Regions from separate parts of the Capra hircus genome. Here region 1 is linked to region 2. The links are chromatin contacts, called in public Hi-C maps. All regions are on one chromosome and are shown on one strand. The core of a region is the stretch at or near the end of the contact, and the rest is flanking DNA. Distances in the headings are between cores, read along the strand shown. Region 1 overlaps ARRB1 (beta-arrestin-1). Region 2 holds the start of RPS3 (40S ribosomal protein S3).

Region 1 (6,255 bases), core at 2,273-4,772, 100 kb before region 2:
CAAAAATCTCCCCCTCAAGGACAGCTCTGTCGAGGGAACTTAGAAGAAGGGCTTCAACAGTAAACTCATTACCTGGCCAGTAAGCAGCCTGAGTTACCAGCCTCAAAAGCCTTACCCTTCAGCGTAGAGCAGGCCTTAGTCTTCCCTTCAGGCTAGTGGTTATTTACAGGGCTGTTAGCAAAGAGAGAGCCTTCGGCTGCCCCCAACCTCTGGAAGGAGTCCCCTTGCCCGTCCCCTGGACTGGCCCTCTGCCTGGGTACCCGAGATCTTGATCTTCTTCACTGTCTTGTTGGTGTTGTTGGTGACATGGACGTTGACGCTGATGGGTTCTCCGTGGTAGTAGATCTGGGAGGTGGAAGAAGTAGCCGGGGAGAGGGGAAAGATTCCAAAGCTTTAGTTGAAGGGGAGGGAGATGAGGCCCCACACACATTTCCTGGGGTTCCCCAGGCCTTGGCCACTCTGACATTGGCCCCAAGCTCATCAGTCACTTCCCACTGATGCTAAGCCACCAGGCATGTTAGACTTAAGTTCCTCTGTGGACCTTGAAAGATAATTGAATTAGAAGGTAATAATTCTAGGCTCTGGGCTTCCCTGGTGGCTCAGATGGTAAAGAATCCATCTGCAATGCGGGAGACCTGGGTTAGGAAGATCCCCTGGAGGAGGGCATGGAAACCCACTCCAGTATTCTTGCCTGGAGAATCCCCATGGACAGAGGAGCCTGGTGGGCTACAGTCCACGGGGTCGCAAAGAGTTGGACATGACTGAGTGACTAAGCACACTACAATCCTGGGTTGGTCACCAAAAGTAATGATAACAGTAATACTAACAATAATAAAGATGAGAGTGATAAGGCCTTGGACAGGCTATCTAAGCCTCGGTTTCCCCCGCTGTCCATTGGAGGGGCTGGAGTAAGTGATACATCAAGCCCCTGGCCCTGAAACCTCACTGAAGCCTCGATTTGTATCTTGGCCCAAGCACTTGCCTTCACTGTGCCCCCAAGAGGGAGAGGGGGTGCTCACACTTCAAAGGGGGATGGGGATGCAGGGAGACGGCCAGGACCCAGGACTCTTCAGAAGGCACACTGACTTCTGAAGTCAACCGCATCCTTCAGGCTCATGCCCCTCCTCTGTCACCCCTTCAGTCCCCAGAGGCTTCCCCAAATCTCCCAAGAGGTCTCAGCTTCCCTGAGTGCTGTGGTCCTCGGGCTAGAGCCAGAAGCTCCCACCTGGGGAATCCTAGAGGGTGTGAGAGAGCTGGGATCTAAGGCTCCAGTCCTGGGAGGGCAGCCCCACCCATGCCAAGCCCCAACCTCCTACCTCCTTGTCCAGGGAGGCCTCCAGATGCAAGGGCTTGTCCGACATGAGGAACTGCCTGGTGGTCTCCGCCGTGGGCTGGGGGCCAGGCCTCTCTGGGGCATACTGAACCTTCCGGATGACCAGGCGCACAGAATTCCTAGTGGACGTGGGCAGAGCAAACGATGACCAGAGTCCCCCACCTCCATCCCCTTCCCTTGTGACCCTCACATCTTTCTCTTGCTCAGGAGATCGCCATGGTTCTCATCTCCTTGGACTCCAGTCCAAACTGCAGACATTGGCATAGCGCCCTGTTACCAGCTGGTCCCACTCCAACCTCCTCCATCCTGGGAGTCCCTAGCATCCTCTAGATCCTCACTCTCATGCTTGATGGTCCCTCTAGCACTATTTCTGAAGCTTTGCATACCTTGGGTCACAACCTATAACACTCTCTTCCGGCTTCTCCCCTCATTGGCTTCCTTCTGCAAGGCTCAGCCAAACACCTGTTCTTCCAGGAAACTTCCTGGATCCATCCACTCTGATCTTTTCCTGGTCTGAACTCCCACCACATCAGAGGCCAAGCCATCCCATGGCAGTACTGTGTGTGGATCTGTGTTTTGGTAGCCAGCAGGATGCTTCCCGGGTGGCTAGTTGGTAAAGAATCCACCTGCAATGCAGGAGACCTGGGTTTGACTCCTGGGTCAGGAAGATCCCCTGCAGAAGGATCTTGCCTGGAAGATTCCATGTATTCTTGCCTGGAAGATTCCAGTACTCTTGCCTGGAAAATTCCATGGACAGAGGAGCCTGGCGGGCTATAGTCTATGGCGTCACAAAGAATCGGACATGACTTAGCAACTAAACCACCACCAGCAGGATGCTAAGAAAGAGCACTTTCTGCATCCCTTATGTCGCTAATGGTATGAGCCCTTTAAGGGAGGGGTTCCCAACCTCTGGTATCTAATGCCTGATGATCAAAGGAGGAGCTTATGTAATAGTAATGGGAAAATAGTGCACAATAAATGCAATGTACTTGAATCATCCCCAAACCATCCCCCACCCACCCACCCACCAACCTTGGTCCATGGAAAAATTGTCTTCCTGTTCAGAAACCTGTTCAGCCAGAAACCAGTTCCTGGCTCCACAAAGGTTGGGGACTCCTGCTTTAAGGACAGAAGTTTTTGTCTAAATTGTTCATTGCTGTATTCTCAGTATCTAAGACAGTGCTGGCTACCATATAATAAATACTTACCAAATAGCTATTAAGTAAAAATATACACAGGGGACAAGGGCCCCAGGAAGATACAAGGGCATGGAGAGGTGATGGAACTCAGTGACGGGCGTGTGGATTCCATCAGGGGGAGGGAGGCCAGTACAGAGAAAAAAGACTCAGTGAGAGGAGGGACACTCAGAGACGAGGTGGGGCTCAATGAACATGATGGGCTCAGGGAGGAAACGGGGCCAGGAAGATTTGGTGAGGGGATGGGGACTCAGTCAGGTGGTGTCCCAGCATTCCCATTTCTCAAATAAGCCACCTCCATTTCCTACAGCTGGATAACCAAGGTTGAAGTCCTTGCTCTTGGACTTCCCTGGCAGTGCAGTGGTTAAGACTTTGCCTTCCAACGCAGGAGGTGTAGGTTTGATGCCTAGTTGGGGAGCTAAGATCCTACATGTTTCACGGCCAAAAAACCAAAACATAAAACACAGGCAATATTGTAACAAATTCAATAAAGTCTTTAGAGATGATCTACATAAAAAAGAAATCATTTTTTTTTAAAGCCCTAATTCTCCCCATACTAATTATATGACCTTAAGTAAATGAACCTCCGTGCCTCAGTCTCCTCATCTGTAAAATGGTGACGATAGCAGGACTGACTTCTTAGGGTTGCTGTGAGGATTAAATTAGTTTGTACATGTCCATCACATTGAACTGTGTCTGATGCCTAATAAACTGGTAAGTGTGAGTTGCTCTATCATTATTAGTAAATTCTGGTGTGGACTTAAAATGTCAAATTGGCAATAGGTTGAGAGTGCTGGCTCTCAATGTTGCCTCCCCTTCCTTGCTCTAGGTAGGCTACTTAGCACAACCTACACCCCTCTTCCTTTCTCTTGGTCGCAAGTCTTAAGAAGAAACGGGGAACAGAGAAGCAAGGGACAAAGGTCCCATCTTCCTACACGCTGTAAGTTGTCCAACTGGAGTTGGAGAGGTGCAATGCATCATATGACCACCAGGCGGCAAACTCAGCCCACTCCCTAAGAGGATGCTGCGTCCTCTGGAAGCCTGCAGCAGGACGCAGAGTTGGGGACCCTGGCCAGCCTTGCCAGGAGGCAAAGCAAAACCCGACCCCGAGAGGGACAGGTATGAGAGCAGGGTTGGGCAGCTCACCCTATAAATCAGGGCCAGCTATTTCTGGCTGCTAGCCTGGTCTGTCTGTCTGCCCAGGGCTGTGTCTCTCCAGGAAAATGCTTCCCTCTTTGAGACATGGCAGACCTCCTCTGTCTGCCCTGGGTGGGTTCACTTTCTCCACTTCCCTTCCCTGTTCAGAAGCCTCCATTGACACCCCTTACCCCACCCCCACAACCTCCTGCTGATGACCTCCCAGGAGAACTGGGAAAAGGGGGTCCAAGCTGGCCGGGAAACATCTTGCTCACTGTTTAAAACAATCTGAATTTCAGATTTTTTTCCAAAACAAAATTAAAGGACATGCAGTCTGGAGAGGAAGAGATTAGAAGCAGGGCGATAAGGGAAGTGGGTACAGTGATGCAAAGGAAAAAGTGCTGAGGCCTGAGTCAGGGTAATGGAGCCACCTCCCCCAGGAAGCCCTCCCCACCTGCCAGCCTTCCCCAGTGCCCTTGGAGTTTCCAAGGCTGGAATGCAAGGCCCCTCCTCTCCCACTTCCAGGCATTGTTACTTCTGTCTTCCTCCAACTGAACCGTGCCTGTCCTGTCTCCCTCCCTCTGCCAGCAGGCAGCCCACACCCACACGGATAGAAGCTGCACCCTCCTCACCGCTTGTGGATCTTCTCCTCCAGGTTCTCCGCACAGAAGGCTTTCACTTCGTAGTCCACACCGCAGGCCTGCAGGGGAGGGTCGCTGACCTCAGTGGAGAGGGCCGGCTCCGCTGAGCACGGCCTACCCACCCTCTCATTTAACAAGGCCGCTGGATGCGAATATCAGGTTCCCAGGCCTGATGCCCTCGTCTGAGTAGGAGCCCTGCACTCAGCCTGTGCGGAGCTGCCTCCCTCATCTGACCCTCCCACAGAGCAGCTCCCTGACCAGCTGGGCTCCAGAGTCCTGGCTGTCTGTCCTCAATAAGGCAGTTGCCCAGAAATAACAACAAGCCTTTCAACAGCCCTATATAGGACCACCCCCACCCCCAACCATATAGACCCTGCCCTGGGCACCCCTTCAGCATCTTGCCCTACCCTTTGGACCAGATGATGAGGTACATCCCACCACATCCATTTCACAGATGAGGAAACAGGCTCCGAGCTCCGAGGCCTGGAACACTCGTGGGGTCACCTATGTCCGAGCCTCTGTTTCCCCACCTGTGAGACAGTGATGACTGCACCTCCACACAGGGTTTGTGAGGCCGGACGATTTGCCAGAGAACATTTTGCAGCCAACACCGAGGCCAGCGTGAGTGACTTGGGAGAGGCCCTGGGCACATAACTGAGTGTAGGGGATGAGGGTGATGCCATATGCGCCGCCCTGTCTGAAAAGACTGCTTATCTGAGGTGGGATCAGCCTAGCTTACACACAAGGAGGCTTCTACAGGGAGAATTCCAGCACCCTCCAGACAGAGAGAGAGCTGGGGACCTGGGGACACAGTGTCCTGAACCCAGAGAGATGCTCCCTCGGGGGTGACCCACCTTCCCTGTATCTTCAGGTCCCGGCTGCAACGTCACAGAGCATGGGAGGTTCGGAGGGATCTGTTAAGAGGACAGAGACACCTGTCACGTTCACCGCCGACCTCTCCATGCCTCCCACCCCCACACACGTTCATCAGGCCTGGGCCCCTAAGGACTGACCACGTCCCTTCCATCAGACTAGGCAATTCACAGGACAGACCATGTTTACCCCACCAGAACATGCTAAGCCATGCCTCATGTTACACTAGAGGCCCCTGCAATAAGGCCAAGGATTTCAGTGCATCGCAGCCCGCCCAGAACAAGAGCTGAAAAGGTCTTTCTATGATGTGCACTGTTGTAGGTAGAATAATGGCCCCCTGAAGATGTTCACATTCTAATCTCCAAAACCTGTGATAATGTTACCTAAAAGGGCAAAAGGGTCTTACAGTGTAATTTGGTGAAGCATCCTGAGATGGGGAGATTACCCTGGATTAGCCAGGTGGGCCCACCATAATCACAGTGTTTTAGCAGCGAAAGCAGCATCACAGTGATGGGATTCGAGAAAGACTGGACCGGCCATTGCTGGCTTTGAAGATGGAAAAGGGCTGGGCCAGGGGCCAAAGAATGTGAGCAGTTTCTAGCAGCAGGAAAAGGCAAGGAAGCAGTTTCTATCCCAGAGCTCCAGAGAGAATGCAGCCCTGCTGACACTTGATTTTAGCCCATGAAAGCTGTTTTTGACTTCCGACCTTCAGAACTGTAAAATAACACATTTGTATTCTAATTGGCAGGTTTAATTACTGCTAGGTTTGCAAGGGTTCATTACAGCAGTCATCATATGTCTATAACAGAGAGGATGGCTCCTTATACTGTCTCCTTCTCTGACTTGCACAGTCAGGGGATTTCACTGAATCACAGAATCAGAGTCTGAGAAACAGGAGGTCTGAAAATCCAGAATCCTGGAGTGGAAAGGCGGCTGCACAGGGAAATCCAGTACTTGCGTTCTTGTTTGGGAGTTGGGTTGAAGCAGGGTTAGTGGGCAGCCAGTATGAAGGAGGAGACAGCCTTGCAGTGACCCGGGGGCCAGAAAGGACTCCTTCTTTCTCTGCAGCATCCCC
Region 2 (6,564 bases), core at 3,251-5,750:
GGCCAAAGGGAATTGACCTCTTAAGTGAGAGTAGGAGGTACCACCAAGCTGCCTTCACAAAGAAAACGCAGATTACACCCCAACTCCAGGGTGAGGTTGTGCTCTTTCTCACACTCTTCTGTGCATTGGATCTTATTTTTTCTTGTACATAGGGGTATACAGTAAAGACTCTGACTGCAATACAGAACTGGGTTCGATTCCTGGGTCGAGAAGATCCCCTGAAGAAGGGAATGGCAACCCACTCCAGTATTCTTGCCTGGAGAATTCCATGGACAGAGGAGACTGGCAGGCTACAGTCCATGTGGGTAACAAAGAGTCAGACACAACTGAGAGACTAATACTTTCACTTTTTTTTTTCAGGGGTATCAGTAGTGTGAGCCTTTTAGAAATGATACAAAACAGTAAATTTTAAAAACTCTTGGGGACTTCCTTGGTGATCCAGGGGTAAGGATCCGGTGCTTCCACTGCTGTCGGCCCAGCTTCCATCCCTGATTGGGGAACTAAGATCCCACAAGCCACACAGCGAGGCCAAATAAAACAAAACAATGAAAACTATTTTGAAATTTATTCTGTAATATTGTTCTATTGATAGTCAGAGACTCAGTTCCAGGTTCAGAGTGAGTCACTGATGAATTTTATTCAAATCATTGAAAATGCGATGGAATCATCATATTTCACTTGAAGGTGTTACTATCTAAAGTACTTGATGACTGGGACGTCCCTGGTGATCCAATGGTTGGAAATCCGCCTGACAATGCAGGGGACCTGGTTTTGATCCCTGGTCTCAGAGGATTCCATGCGCCTTGGAGCAACTAAGCCTATTCATTGCAACTGCTGAAGCCTGAGCACCTAGAGCCTGGGCTCTGCAGCAAGAGAAGCCACAGCGATGAGAAGCCTGAGCACCACAGTGAAGAGTAGCTCCTGCTCGCTGCAACTAGAGAAAGGCCATGCACAGCAGCAGAGACCAGCGCAGCCCAAATAAGTAAACAAACAAAACAGCGATGACCAAATAGCGTGGATATTATCCTCAAACAGCAATCCCTTAAGAGGGGCTCTAGTAGAGACTGATGTAGCCTCTCTCTGTGAATCCAGTGTTCCCTCAGGATTCGCACAGATCCCTGGTTCTTTTATTGAACACTAGGAAAAGTTGTTGGCTTATTCAGGGGTCTTGTAGAAAAAAAAATATAAGTCACTGAACACTCAGCCCAGCTAGATGCTCATCCTCAGGGAAGAGCAGGCCCTCAGGGAAGCAAGACCTACACAGCCTGGTTAAGCAGAAGGGCTCTTCAGTTCTCCATCTCACATGCTGAGGGAACAGGGAGGCAGGCACACCCAGTTTCACTCTAAGTTCTCTCTTCCTTTTTTGCCAAGCTCCTCTAGTTGGATCCACATATGCTAAATGCTTTCTGTGAGATTCCACTGGTCTGGTCTTTAAGTAACTACACTGTTCTCCAAAACTGTGGGCTATATTCATTCAACCAGGCATGCCTTACCTTTGATTTCTAGGAATTTCAGGACAAGACTTGTGTGGCCCTCACAGACACATCGCCCTTTCTTCACAGTTCCAGGTACACTTCTGTGGCATGAACGGCCAAACTGAGTAAACCCTGTTTACATTTTGGATGTTTGGGAAGAGATTAACAACTTACTCTAACAGTCCCAACATTTTTTGGGGGGGGGGCTTCACTGTGGGGCATGCCTTGTCTTAGTTCCCTGACCAGGGATGGAACCTGCACCCCTGCAGTGGAAGCACAGAGTCTTAACCACTGGATCACCAGGGAAGTCCCAAAGTCAGATATCTTTTCTTCTTTGGGCCATGTCGAGCAGCTTGTGGGATCTTAGTTCCCTGATCAGCAACTGAACCTGGGCCCTTGGGAGAAAGCAGAGTCCTAACCACTGGACAACCAGGACATTCCCTATTTTTAATTAGAATTCAGTGTAATGTGACTACTATTATTTTTACAGTGTGATTTTGAGTGATATAATGTCTTCTTATAGTAGATAAAGAGGAAGGCATCATGATAAAGGCTTCCTTCATGGGCTTTCTCCTAGGACCAGAGGACAATACCCAGGCAGGCATCCTCTTGCGTCATTGGGAAGGGGCAGGGGATGAACTACCATGGAGACTCCAGAGGTGGTGTTTACATCAAAGAATTCTCCATGGTCTGATCCTTAACTTTGAGTCTCCACAACTTGGTTTTGTGGGTATCCCAGTAAGATGCAAGGATATTTATATGAGCCACACTACTAAGAACTGATCTAAAACCAGAATTTGTTAATTAATTTCTTTGATAATCAAACTTTGATTGACACTGGGCCTGAGCCAGGCCATATCCTAGACTCTGGGTGTAATGAACAAAATAGACTTGGTCTCTGCACTTAGGAAGTTTACGGTCTAGTGAGAGAAGCACATAAATAGGCCATTCCAACCCAGTGAGGTGAGTGTGCTAGTTACGGGAACAGCTAGAGGAGGCCCAATTCTAGAGGAAGTGACAGAGGGAGAGACATGGAGAAAAAGCCTATTCCTGATTTCCTTACCTCAGTGAGGGTTGTCACTAAGCATCTAGCCGTGATGTCATTTTCAATTCTCCCCTCAACCTCAGTCCATCACCAAGGTACATTAGATCCACAGCAAGTCTCTTTGGTTCATCCATTTCTTTCCATCTTCTCTGGTCCCTCTGTACAGAGTCCCCCCAGAACTCTGTTAAGGCCATGACTATAGGATCAGAGCATCTCAGCATCAGAGGTGTTTCAGTGCTGGCAAAAGCTCAGATGGCTTCTAGGACCAGACAACCAGTGAGCGAAGCTGTCAGGAACCGTGGCACATTGGAAAACCCTTTCCCATATAACGGGAAAGGAGAGTGCTGGTATGAGGAAATGTGGGGCCACAATTTTGCTAGATATTTCTGTATTTTTAAGAAAAATATAAAACAGTTTTATAAAGAAATTTTCTAATTTTTTAAATAGAAATAAACTTCAGATTTAAAATAAAAGTGTTCATCACAAGGAAACCTTTTCTCTTTTTTCAATTTATGTTTGTATCTATATAAGATGATGGATGTTATCTGAATCTTTTGTGGTAATCATTTAATGATATAAGTGAATCAAGCCATTATGTTGTTTGCCTTAAACTTATACATTGATGTATGTCAATTATTTCTCAATAAAACTGAAAAAAAAAAAAAAACTGTTGGGAAAGTTTAAGGCGTGAAGCGTCCTGATGCCTGAAAGTAACTTTGAAATGTATCAAAAGATGCATTGTTAGGTGGATAGAGGCAAGGATAAATATCTGATAAAGCAAATACAGAAAAAAATGTTAATTGCAGCACCTAAGGGATGCATATATGGGTGTACACTGTACAGTTCTTCCAACTTTTCTGTATGTTTGAAATTTTTTGTAATAAAATCTGTGAGGGGAGATTTTTTTAATTGAAAAAGAATTGCGAGCCATTATCGTGACTTCTGTTACAAGCTGTAAGACTTTATGAACGTGAGGTAGAGGTAATGAATTAATAATATAAAGTCCTAAAACAGCCCTTAGAATATTTAAGACATATTATATATATATTATCAGTTTGCAACAGAGGAAGTGGACATAAATTGGAAGAAATAGGTGCCTCAGTGAATTCCTTTGAGGGCTTTCAGCCCAAAAGTGCTTTTATTTTTTTATTCTTTTATTTCATTAAAGAATAAAGTGAGCAGATAAGTGTGTGTTTATACTTGGTTTTAAACTGATGAGAACTGGGCTCTAATTAAACTGATGAGAACTGGACTCTAAACTTCTCTGAATTTTTAAAGCTCTGATTGAGATATTGGCTCCTCTGTCTATGGGATCGTCCAGGCAAGAAAACTGGAGTGGGTTGCCATGCCCTCCTCCAGTGGATCTTCCTGACCTGGAGATCGACCCCTCATCCCTATGATCGACCCCTCACCACTCTCTCTCCTCCATTTGCAGGCGGGTTCTTTACCGCTAGTGCCACCTGGAAAGCCCCAGCTTTCTGGATATTGTTGTTGTTCAGCCGCTCAGTTGTGTCCAACTCTTTGCGACCCCATGGGCTGCAGCACGCCCGGTTTCCCTGTCCATCGCCATCTCCCGGAGTTTGCTCAAACTCATGTCCATTGAGTCGGTGATGCCATCCAACCGTCTCATCCTTTGTGTCCTCCCCTTCTCCTCCTGACTTTAGTCTTTCTAAAGGCAGTATCAGGGTCTTTTCCAATGAGTCAGCTCTTTGCATCAGATGGCCAAAGTATTGGAGCTTCAGCTTCAGCATCAGTTCTTCCAATGAATACTGAGGATTGATTTCCTTTAGGATTGACTGCTTTGACCTCCTTGCAGTCCAAGGAACTCTCAAGAGTCTTCCCCAACACCTCACAGTTCAAAAGCATCAACCCTTGCACCGCGCTTTTCTTTCCTTTTACCAAAGTGAAAACTACACTTCCCATGAGCGCTCACAGGCATCGACGTCGCGCAGTTCTTTGTCGTCGCACAGCGCCCTTTATACGCACTTCCGCCCGCTTGCCACTTCCTTTCCTTTCGGCGGCTCGCGTCGGCAAGATGGCCGTGCAAATTTCCAAAAAGAGGAAGGTGAGATCCCGGGGCCCGGTTGTAGGGAAGTGGCGTTTCACGGGTCAGGAGCCTCTCTGGGTGCTATTCCGAGACCTATAGCTCTTCGCTATACCCGGGGCAGCGGCCGGACTGTGTCGCTTTCCCGTGGGCTGCGGATGGCGGTGGATTGAGCGCAGGCTGCTGAGAGCGGTATGGCTGGGATGGGAGAGAAGGATTTCTGCCGGTTCCGGGCGGAGAGCAGAGATGAGCACTGAGGGCTCCTCCTGCCGTGGAGGAGCGCTTGTGAGCCTTTCTTAGTCAGTAGTTAGTAAAGTTACTAAACGTGATGTTTTGAATGCCTGAGCCTTTTCCCTCATTGAATGATAGCTTTGAGAAAGGGAGGTAGCAGTGTTTGCTTGCCGCCTTCCTAGGCGTGTTTGGGTTCAGGCTTCTAACCCCAAGGACCTCAGTTTGGAAGGTTACTGACAATTTCTTGTTCTATCTTGGGGTCAAGGAAACGTTCTGGGGAAATAGAGGGAAGGGACCTGGGGGAAACGGTTTGATAATTTAAAACCCTTCAATGAAGAGGAGATGACGAGTCTGACTGGAGGTGTTCTCTTTGTCCAGGTGACCCCTACCCTGTGCCGCGTTCTGTGGCACAGTTTTAAGGGCCTGGGTCAAAGTTAACTTCGAAAAGATGACTTAGAGGCATTTGTCTGAGAAGGGTTGCTATGTTTTCTCTGGAACAAGGCAAAATAATTAATGATGGGTCGTTGGTTGGAGGTGTTGAATTTTGATCAGGGTTGCATTGACTGGGCTAGAAACCTGAGTCCATGTCCAGATCCTCATTTTCATTTTACTTTTGGTTAGTTTGTCGCTGATGGCATCTTCAAAGCTGAACTGAACGAGTTTCTCACTCGGGAGCTGGCCGAAGATGGGTACTCTGGAGTTGAGGTCCGAGTTACACCAACCAGGACAGAGATCATTATCTTGGCCACCAGGTAAAAAATTCATTTTTCTGGCCATCACCTGTAATTGTTGTCTGCACTAAGGTGATTTCTTCTGTAAACGTAGCAGAAAAACAGTTGAGTCGTAGTGAATGAGTTTTTAAGCTGCATTAAAAAAAAAGATAATCTCTTAGTTCTTGTCATCCAAAATTTATGCTTTCTTGTGTCAGATGAATTAGATTTTTACTACCACATGTGTGCAAGGTTTAAAATTACATCTGTAATGTTATGAGAGCTGTGAATTGTCACTCTTCATTTTCCCCAGGACACAGAATGTACTTGGTGAGAAGGGCCGGCGGATCCGGGAATTGACTGCTGTGGTTCAGAAGAGATTCGGCTTCCCTGAAGGCAGTGTAGAGGTGAGTGATCCTGGCTTGTGCCAGAGGCTACTCTGGAGCTAGAAATGGCTCTTCAGGATGGTGCTGTGCTTTGTCGCTCAGTCGTGTCCAACTCTTTGTGACCCCCATGGCCCCAAGGCTTCTCTGTCCATGGGGATTCTTCCAGGCAAGAATTCTGGAGCTGGTTGCCATGCCCTCCTCCAGGGGATCTTCCCAACCATGCGATTGAACCCAGGTCTCCCACATTGCAGGCGGATTCTTTACCATCTGAGCCACCAGGGAAGCCCTCTTTAGGATGGTACTTCTGAAAACTCATATTATCACCCTGAAAGCTTACTTGTGATCAGTGAGTATTACAAATGGACTGGTATTTTGTTGAAGGTCTTTTAATAAGCAGTTGGCAGCAGTTTATACCCATCTTGGAATTAGTAATGATACATAGGAGAGGTTGGCTGCCCATTGATCTCCATGATTTGGCTGTGGAAAGAGGTGGGGGTGGGAGAAAAATGAGGAACGGTTCAGTTCAGTCTACGTCCCTGAGTGTTTGTTAGATGTGGGCATTAGAAGTGCTTTAATACTTGGGTAGTACAGTGAAGGGCTTCCCAGGTGGCTTACTGGTAAAGAATCTGCATGCCAATGCAGGAGACGTGGGTTCAGTCCCTGAGTCAGGAAG

What was found. A called contact is a pair of places that touch in the nucleus more often than the background predicts.
Region 1: a contact with region 2 is called in a Hi-C map of blood, with 2.7 times the contacts expected there. The contact joins the enhancer-like site here to the promoter of RPS3 in region 2. A contact is called at or near these places in 4 of 5 Hi-C or Micro-C datasets (blood and liver).

Annotation. Positions count from the first base shown.
Region 1 is chr15:28,519,193-28,525,447 of ARS1.2, reverse strand. It overlaps ARRB1 (beta-arrestin-1), which reads right to left. Exons shown (of 15, transcript XM_018059340.1): 6 at 5,162-5,221; 7 at 4,299-4,366; 8 at 1,317-1,452; 9 at 261-345. Among named protein-coding and RNA genes, the nearest start is that of TPBGL, 31 kb to the left of the region's middle. Within about 2 kb of position 3,522, at least 3 of the 5 cell types and tissues checked have an H3K27ac peak or open chromatin away from gene starts, as enhancers often do.
Region 2 is chr15:28,419,720-28,426,283 of ARS1.2, reverse strand. It overlaps RPS3 (40S ribosomal protein S3), which reads left to right and starts at 4,500. Exons shown (of 7, transcript XM_005689986.2): 1 at 4,500-4,585; 2 at 5,417-5,547; 3 at 5,819-5,912. The coding sequence starts at 4,556.